Regions from separate parts of the Sus scrofa genome. Here region 2 is linked to region 1. The links are chromatin contacts, called in public HiChIP or PLAC-seq maps. All regions are on one chromosome and are shown on one strand. Each heading gives the region's core, a stretch centred on a gene start, on an enhancer-like site or on the middle of the called end of the contact. The rest is flanking DNA. Distances are from core to core; before and after follow the strand shown. Region 1 holds the start of GRK5 (G protein-coupled receptor kinase 5). Region 2 overlaps GRK5 (G protein-coupled receptor kinase 5).

Region 1 (4,670 bases), core at 1,156-3,655:
TGGCAATGCCGGATCCTTAACCCACTGAGCAAGGTCAGGGATTGAACCCGCAACCTCATGGTTCCTAGTTGGATTCGTTAACCACTGCCCCACGACGGGAACTCCGAGGCCCAGATACTTGAAGTACAGCTATTTATTTTGTAGACAGTATGTATTATCTGGTAGCAGAGAGAGAAGTCGATAGACTTTCATTTGCTGAGTGACCATGCTGAACCCACTTATTCTCTAAGGGTATATTTTGCATCTATAAAATGAAGAGGAGGGTTGGGAAGGCAGGGATTTTCCAGGGTTGCAAACTCAGTAGTCCATAAATTTTTCACATAGGTAAAAATCACTGGTGATTTAGGCTGAGTATAAGACAATAGAGGACTTCCCACTGTGGCTCAATGGGTTAAGAACCTGACATAGTATCCATGAGGATACGAGTTCCATCCCTGACCTTGCTCAGTGGGTTAGAGATCCAGAGTTGCCACAATCTGTGGTGTAGGTAGCACATGCAACTCAGATCCTGCGTTGTTGTGGCTGTGATATAGGCCGGCAGCTGCACCCCTGATTTGACCCCTAGCCTAGAAATTTCTATATGTGGTAGGTTTGGCCTTTAAAAAAAAAAAAAAAAAAAAGAAAAGAAAAAGAAAGAGAGTAAAGAGTAGTGGAGATTATGGTTAACTGCTGAGCTTTGTTAAAGTGTGGTCCATGGACCAGCAAGATTGACTGAAGCTTGGAGTTCGTTAGAAATGGCTGACTCTCAGGATCCACCTTGGACCAAATGAAACAGAAGCTGCATTTTAAGATCCCTTAGGTGATCTGTATGCACAAGAAAGTTTGAGAAGGCCTTTGTGGAGCACTAGCCATCTAAAGGTATTCAATTTTAGCCCACTGGTTGGTGAGCTCTGAGATACTGCCAGCTCTAGGATTCTGTCTGAGAGAATCTTTCACTGTAAGTTAGGGCTCTGGGCAGGTGCACATGTAAGCCAAGGCCAAGGCTGGGATGCTTCGAATAATTTCTTAGAGTGGAAGATGCCTGAGGTGTCATCTGCTCTGCTCCCTGCCTTCTGACAAGCCAACTGTTATTGCCCCCACTTTGCAGACAAGACTTGTGAGGCCCAGGGAGACCCACTGACCCATATGCAGATACAAGGAAGTGGTGGTGGTGGGTACACTCTACCACGAAACAAGACAATCCTGCGCTGTTAAATCAGTGACCGTCCACGTTTCCAAGGCCTGGAGAGTCTATTCATTTCTTTGTTTTCTCCAGTGCACAATAATTGTTCTCCCTTTCTCTCTCTGGGCGCCTCCCTCCCACTTCCAGGCAACCCTGGGGTTGGAAGGCTTTCTCCTTTAGGACACAGAAGGCCCGGGGCCCGACTTCTGAACGGATATCCGGCCTTCAGGATGCAGATGAGGCAAAGGCCTCATTGTTCCTTAGGGCCAGCCCTCCCCTCAACTAGACTGGAGGATAACTCATCGCAGACCCCAGGTGTCCCAAGTCCCATTTCCCAGGAGCGGGGGCCTTGAGACGAAGCAAGGGACGCTGAGCGCAGATCTGGGGTCTGATGTCCTGAACATACAGTGGAAAAGCGCTAAGAGCCCCAAGATAAATAGGCAAAGAATTTGAAAACTAATTCCCAATACCGGCCGGGTGCTGTTTCTTATTAACGTTCCTGACTCCAGCGATTCCATCTGTGTTTTTATTGATGGGAATGAGTTTGCATGTAATGACGAGCGGTCATTTGCGGGCCTCGGGTGCTGGAAGGCAGGTTATTAACAGGACCAGCCGCTTACCACGCCGGAATGCACGCCCCCCGCCCCGCCGAGAGTTGCAGCCCGGCAGCGCGGGAGGTTCCAGGCGCAGAGGGCCAGGAGGTGGTGCCGCGGTCCGCGTGGACTCGCCGCTGCACATCCACCCCGAGGCCGCCAGGGGGCGCTCGGGCTGCGCGGTTGCCGGTGCCGAGTCGCCGCCGACTCATAGACCCCTTCGCGCCCTCGGAGGAAACAAAGTACACCTTTGTCAGCAACCGAGCGCGTGTGCGTCTGAGACGGCGCACAGTGGCCGGTCGCCGCGTCCAGGGCCCGCGGGCGCGCCTGGCCACCGCCTCTGGGCTGCAGCCCCCGCGTGGGCCCGGCGTGACCGGGAGGAAGGGGGGTGCAGCGCGCGCTTGGGCTGGCTTGACCTCCCTCCAACCCCGGGCACGCTCCGAGGGGCGCCCAGGACCCGCACCGGCTCCTGCCCGGCCGCAGCACTTCGCCCGCCGCCGCCGCCGTGGTCCGTGCTCTTCGCTTTCTGGGTTCTCGGGAGGGCCGGAAGCGGGCGAGCCGGAGCCCCGGGCGTGGACGTGCGAATCCGGGGCTCCGGCTCGGCCGGACTGCCTTTGCTTCTCCCGCTACCCTCCGCAGCCGCGGACCACCCCTTATCCGCGCCCGCCTTCGGAGTACAAGTCTCAGGGCGGCTCGTGGACTCTGGTACTACAAGTCCCAGCAGGCCCCGCGCCGCGAGCGCCGAGGCGGGAGGCGCGGCCCATCCTGGCGCCTGCGCTGTGCAGCCGCCCGAGCCAGTTAGTACCACACCCCCGGGAGGGACAGAGGGGAGGCAGAAGCATCCGAGGCATTAAAGCATCCGAGGGAGCCCGAGGGGAGGAGAATGGAGTGACAGAGAAACGCGGAGGGTGGGGGGTGGGGGGAGACAGTTGAGGGAGGGGGGAGGGGGGACACAGAGGGAGGAAGAAGCGGCGGCGGCGGCTCCTCTTTGCAGAGGGGGAAAACTCCGAGGGATAAGAGCCGGAATAATGCGGTAGGCAAGGCGGGCTGCTTGCTCCCGGCTCCGGCAGCAGCGGCAGCAGCCCGAGCAGCGGCAGTAGCAGCGGCAGCACCCTTAGGAGCTGACAGCCCCGCCGGCCGGCTTCCTCGCTGACCGCCGACTGTCAATGGAGCTGGAAAACATCGTGGCCAACACGGTCTTGCTGAAAGCCAGGGAAGGTAAGAGGCAGGGCTGGTGCCTGGCGCATTCGCCGCGGGCCGGGGTGCGGGTGTCGGGCGGCTTGTGGGCTGGGGCTGTGAGTATGCAGGATGCCCGCAGTGAGTTGGTCGCAAGCAGGACACCTCAGAGAGCTGCTCTGCAAACACTTCAGGGTTCCTGCCCTAGTGCTCAGGGAATCTGGACTTGGGCAGAGAAGGAGAAACGTTGAGGTTGCAGGGATTAGGATGCTAAAATATCCCCTAGTTTCCAGCTCTAACCTTAGCAGATCGTGCCATCTCGGCAGCTGTTGAAAGGTCAGTTGGAAAAGCATTCATTCAGGAAGAGATGGGCAAACATGCAAGTGAAATAGCTTTTTCGAGTCGGCCCAGGATGGTTGTGCGAGTGAATTGGTGTGCGCTGGGGGTGGGGGTGGAATTAGCAGAAGCCAAGTCTTTGCTTGCGCAGGCAGAGTTGATATAGGCTATTGCTGGAAACCATCCGCTGGGAATGTTTCTTAGGGAAATCCCGTCGTGTGGAAAGAAGCCTTTTAATGGCAAAGTAAGATGTTGAGGAATTCGTTTGTTCATACAGTGACAAGAGAGAGTGACTGTACAGATCACCTAGAAAATAATGAAGGATTTCAGGGGTAGGTTTTTTTTCCCCCTTTGGGGAGGGGGAGAGATAAGTGAATTTTTTTTTTTTTTTTTTGGCTCAGTTAAGAAGAGAAAGGTAAGTGTGCTGATGCTTGATGCGTTTCGGATGCAAATCATTAGATTTTCTGCACTTGGCTGGTAGGGAATATCTTCATGGAGTGGGTAAGATTCCAAGTCAAGAATATAAACACTTTTTGACTCTTCCTTGAGATGGGAAAAAGAGAAAAGAAAAAGAGAAAGTGGCGCAGAAACTTAGATGCTTCCGAAGTGATTGCATGAGGTAAACATACATATTTAGGAGCACCTGGAATTTATGTAACATCTCTTTTACCAAGATTTGAGCTCTGGGTGCAGCCTTTTTATGAAGGGGGAAGTGGTTTTCCCTTTCATGGGAGGAGGCTTTATTTGACACCCACGGTAGAACGCAGCCTGACTATGGTTTTGACTTCAGAAGAATACTGGGGGAATAGCCCACGAAAATATCTTACCTTTTTAATATTTTCATTCACCCACTTTGATGAATGAAGGAAGACTTTCTGGCTAACAATAAAACGATTCATGTTTATTCAGCCGGTTTCATCACCTTGCGGCACTGTACACGAAGAGTTAGTAGGTGATGCACAGCCCAGCGGCTTCTCCAGGGTTCACACCGTAATTTCGGCTTCACTTGTCTTTAAAGCAGTAACCTGGAAGGTTTGCTTTGACAACTCCAGCGGAGTTGAAAATATGCAGGTCGGTCCCTCCCATCGTTCAGCCTTGGTGTGAACACTTTTAGGAGAGGCTGTTACTTGGTGACCTAAGGATCTAAGGGCTGAATGTTTTTCTTTTTTTTCATAACCCGACATTTAACAAATTCGAGCAAGGTGAGAGGCTGGTGGGTTCTCTCCTGAACTGAGCTGTGCGTCCTGGAGCGGAAGACGGGGAGAAAACAGCCCCCCGCTGGCAGCCTTTGCCGCCGCCACCTAGTGGTGGGATATGGTTGTACAGCTATGGGCTCGGGGACTGGGAAAGTTTTCACCCTCCCTCCATTCTGAAATTTTTTACTGGGAGATCACGATTTTGGT
Region 2 (4,670 bases), core at 1,364-3,863, 94 kb after region 1:
TGTCACCGTTGACAGCATCCTGGTCTGTCTGCCCCTCTGTCTGCAGTCTGCTTCCCCGGCTGGTTCTTCGGCCTCTGCTTGGCTAAGGCCCTGGCACCTCTGGAAGGAAGAGTGGCTGGCCATTCCTCGGTTTGCTCACCTGCCACAGCGGGTCCTTCCTCGCAGAGTCGAGGGGGACATGGAGCGCTCAGCCCCCAGAGAGTGCCGCTCAGCAACTAACAGCAGCTAACGAGTGTTATCATTTCCTTGGCTGCCACCCAGCTTCCCGTTTCCAGCGCTTTGTCTTGAAGCTTTGGAAACAGAGACCCTGGAGTTCCCATTGTGGCTCAGCAGTTACTGAAGCTGACTAGTATCCATGAGGATGCAGGTTCGATTCCTGGCCTTGCTCAGTGGGCTAAGGATCCGGCGTTGCTGTGAGCTGTGGTGCAGTTTGGAGACGCAGCTCGGATCCCCTGTTGCTGTGGCTGTGGCGTAGGCTGGAGGCTACAGCTCTGATTCGACCCCTAGCCTGGGAACCTTCATATGCTGTAGGTGGTGCAGCCCTAAAAAAAACCAATTAAACAAAAAAACAGAGACCCTAAGTAATTGATAGCTTGCTCAGCCTTCTCCTTGGCCTGATGCAGGGTCAGTTGTGGCCCGCAGTGGGGCTGGTGTGTTTCGCGTGCAGGGATTAGGGATTCCAGAGATGAGGACGAGCGCAGCCCACCTCTCAGCATTCCCAGTGCAGCTGCTTGGCACCACTGGGCTTTTCCCAAACCTGCTGTGGTGGAGCGGACAAGGTTCCTGGCCTCCAGGAGCGGGGAAAGCCCAGATAAAAGTCTGCTGAACCTCGCCTTGCACTTGGCACGGAGGGCCTGGCCCAGAGCCTCTGGCTTGCTAGCTCCCAGGGCTCCCTGTTTGGGGCCCAAGGCTCTCAGAAACTTCAGGAACCCAAGGTCCCTTCCCCAGGGGCTTCTTGGCCTCTCCTGTCCCTTTGAGGGCAGAGCATGGGGCAGGCAGAAGATGTGTCAGGGTCATGTTTCAGGAGCACAACATGGTCTGCTGCTGGGGTGACCCCTCTGCTCACTCATTCTCTGTCCCCTTGCTCATTTGCAGACACCACCCGAGGTCTGCTGAGTGCCTGGAAGTGTGTCCTGGGCACTGAGTGCTGTGAGCAAAAGGGACATGGCCTCTGTCTTCTTGGATAGGAACCCAATGAAGACACAGACTGTGAAGTATGCTTTGAAGGGAGGACTGGGGAGCGGTGGGAGAGACACCTGGAGACATAGCTCTTGGATTGGTAGGGAGGGGGTTCTGGGATTGACATGATGCTGAGACCTTGTCTGGAGAAGTGGGGGCGGTGTGTGTCAGGGGGCTCAGAGCAGCGTTATTTGTGATGGTAAAAATCTGGAAATAACCCACAAGTCTCTCAACAGAGAGTAGATGAATGAGTTATTTTCTCAAAACCTGTGGGTATATATGTTTACATTTTTAAAATTCTCTTTGAGCTTCAAATGTTTCATTAAAAAAAAAAAAGATAGTGGAAGTATGTATCTGGCAGGGGAAAGGACATGTGCAAAGGCCCTGAGGCAGGAAATCTCTCCCCACAAAGAAGCAAGGGAAGGCCTGGTTTTGGCCCCGGAAGCCAGCCCCCTACATCTCTGTTTGAAAGTCTCTCAGCTGCCCCCAAGACTGCAGGAAAAGCCCTTTCTTGATCCTTGGGAAGGCCTTCGAGGGTGTTGGCTGGAAGCCAGTGTGATGGTGGGGAAATTGGACCATCGGGGGCAGTGCCTGCCTGAGCTAGATTTTTGGGGAGGGGAACCCTTCGGGGTGAGACAGTCCTCTTTAGGTGAATGCAGTAGATCCTAGTCGAGCTTCTGCCAAGGGCCCGAGGCGATACCTCTCTCCTTCTGTGCAGGCTTTTGCCTGCTCACCAGGCCATCTGTGTGAGGTGAGTCACTGCTTCCCCATGTTGTTAATCCCAGACACCTCCGAGCACATCGGTTCAGCCGCAGCCGAACACACGGATGAACTCCGGCACCTGGCCGAGCAGGCTGGGCCCGAGCTTCCGCTTCGTGTCCGTGGACGGCTCTTCCTGAACTCTGAAATCCATGGGAGCAGGGATAGCTGACTGAGGATCACGAATCTGGCCTCAGACCTCACTTTTCCCATGTGGAGACAGAGGCCCAAAGGGGGGGAGTGTCCAGCCCGAGGTCAGGCAGAGAGGGAAGGAAGCAAGGGACCCGCTGACGTTTGCCGTCAGAGTGCTTTCTCTTGGCCCCGAACACAGGTCTCCTGTCCCTGGCTGAGATCTGCTCTGTTGACCTCTCCCCCGGGGGAAGATACATGCGTCTGACTCTGGCCCCTGAGCCTAGTGGGTGGGGTGGGAACCGCGGGTGTGAGGTTCTGGCCGGGGCCCTGCACCTGCAGGTGCTTCCTACAGACGTTCTATAAGGGAGCACTTCCCTCCCGATTGGTGTGACTCTGGCTGCAGTGGCCTCCAGCATCTCCTGGGTGCAGGAGGGCCACGGCCTCTGCCCCTGCTGGATCCTCCTTTGGGCCAGCCTATGCCAGGTGGTCGTGAGAAGGTACTGGGGCTTTGCCTGAGAAAATGCTATAGGCCCTGCATGACTCACTTCTCCCCTCTGGGCCTCCTTGTCCCCAGCTGTTCATTGAGAGGCAGGGCTGGGTGATCAGCACTGTCCCACCCAGCTCTGGCATCCATTAATTCTGAGTCTGGTGGAGAAGAGGGAGTAATTACAGCCCTTTCTCATTGAGCTTTCTTCACTGTGCTAAATGCTTCACATGTGTCAGCTCATGACTCCCGTGTCTGTGAGGTTCCACAAGAGTCAGCCGAAGCCCAGAGAGGTTGACTCATGGGCCGAGTCACAGAGCTAGTGAAGGACACAGGACAGTCTGGCCCTGGACGGTGTGGTTTAAATCATCACTGTGGGAGGCTGAATTATGGCCCCCAGAGACGTTAACTTCCAAATCCCTACAGGGTAAAGGGCCTTTTCAGATATGATTAAGTAAAAGCTCTTGAGATGTGGACGTTTGCCTGGATGAGCCTGGGGCCCAGTGTAATCACAAGCATCCTGATTAGGGGCAGGCAGAGGGAGATTTGACTACAGAGAAAGAAGTCAGAGGGATACAGCTTGAGAAAGACTCAACCAGCAATTGTGGCTCTGAAGATGGAGGAAGGGACCACGAGCCAAGGAACGCCGGCAGCTTCTTGGAGCTGGAAAAGGCAGGAAACCAGCTTCTCCCCTCGAGCCTCCAGAAGGAAGCCAGCCTGCCAACCCCTAGGTGTTAGCCCAGCGAGTCTGACGTTTGCGGTAATTTGCTGTAGCATCAATAGGAAACGGAAACGCCCATGTCCTTCTCATTCACCCGAAAGCTCACGCTCCTTTGTGCATTCAGCTTTGATTCGGAATTGCTAGGGGTAGAAATCGAATCTGCCAAATAGCACACTTCTTGGCCATTTTACAATTAAAGGAGCATTTAAAAAATTTTTTATTATAGTTGATTTATAATGTTCTGTCAATTTCTGGTGTACAGCAAAGTGACCCACTTATATATACATTCTTTTTCTCACATTTTCCTCCATCATGTTCCATCACAAGTGACTGGATATAGTTCCCTGTGCTACACAGCAGGATCTCATTGCTTATCCACTCCAAAGGCAATAGTTTGCATCTACTAATCCCCAAACCCCCATCCATTGCACTCCCTCCCCCTCCCCCTTGGTAACCACACGTCTGTTCTTTAAAGGAGCATTTTTGAGAAAGATTTTGTAAGGCCAACTGCCAGACCCTTCTTTTCTTTGCTGTGTAATGGGAATTAGGAGGGGAAGGTACAAAGGGAAAGGGTCCTGGGGGGCCTGGGACCCTAGCAAGGACTCAATCTCTCCAAGTTCTCACCTGGACACTCCACCTCTCCAGGCGCCGTCATGGGTCTTCCGTGAGTGGTCGCTGCAATGGGGTCTGCGCCTGAGGCCAAGGTCTGTGCTAGTGAGTGGTGGGCTTCTCCCTGGGTCCCTGCAAGGAACGCAGGTGCCCTGGTTCATCCTCAGGTACCTATGCTTGTGGCAGAAGTAGCCTGTGGGCTTTACTGCCTTAGGAGTTTAACAGCCCTTAAAGAAAGCAGTTCTTTCTGGAGAGATGTTATCTTGAACTGATCTTTATTTTTTAATTTTTTTGTCTTTTTATGGCCGCACCCACGGCATATGGAGGTTCCCAGGCTAGGGGTGGAATCAGAGCTGTAGCCCCCAGCCTACTCCACAGCCATAGCAACACAGGATCCGAGACGCATCTGCAAACTACAGCACAGCTCATGGCAACACCAGATCCTTAACCCACTGAGCGAGGCCAGGGATCGAACCTGTGTCCTCATGGATACTAGTCAGGCTCGTTGAAATGACCTTTAAGAACAAGTGCTGGCTCTGTAGAACCCAAGGTGAGGTCCTGTCCAGGAGCACAAAAAATGGATTTCTTTGAGAGTTCCCGTTGTGGCTCAGCAGGTTCCAAACCCGACTAGTGTGCATGAGGATGTGGGTTTGATCCCTGGCCTCACTCAGTGGGTTATGGATCTGACATTGCTACAAGCTGCAGTGTAGGTCACAGATCCAGCTTGGATCCCAAGTTGCTGTGACTGTGGTGTAGGCTGGCAGCTGCAGCTCCCTGCAACCCCTA

What was found. HiChIP or PLAC-seq counts read pairs in DNA pulled down with a chosen protein or histone mark.
Region 2: a contact with region 1 is called in an H3K27ac HiChIP or PLAC-seq map of alveolar macrophages, with 5 times the contacts expected there. The contact joins the enhancer-like site here to the promoter of GRK5 in region 1. A contact is called at or near these places in 4 of 47 Hi-C or Micro-C datasets (alveolar macrophages, blood, fibroblasts and 1 more) and 2 of 2 datasets of contacts at active chromatin or transcription factors (alveolar macrophages and skeletal muscle).

What each region holds. Positions count from the first base shown.
Region 1 is chr14:129,111,528-129,116,197 of Sscrofa11.1, forward strand. GRK5 (G protein-coupled receptor kinase 5) reads left to right here and starts at 2,406. Exons shown (of 16, transcript XM_001928584.6): 1 at 2,406-2,973. The coding sequence starts at 2,922.
Region 2 is chr14:129,204,923-129,209,592 of Sscrofa11.1, forward strand. The region is part of intron 1 of GRK5 (G protein-coupled receptor kinase 5); the gene reads left to right. Among named protein-coding and RNA genes, the nearest start is that of GRK5, 93 kb to the left of the region's middle. Within about 2 kb of position 2,614, at least 24 of the 83 cell types and tissues checked have an H3K27ac peak or open chromatin away from gene starts, as enhancers often do. A contact at or near this core is called in alveolar macrophages, skeletal muscle and subcutaneous adipose tissue, where this site is marked.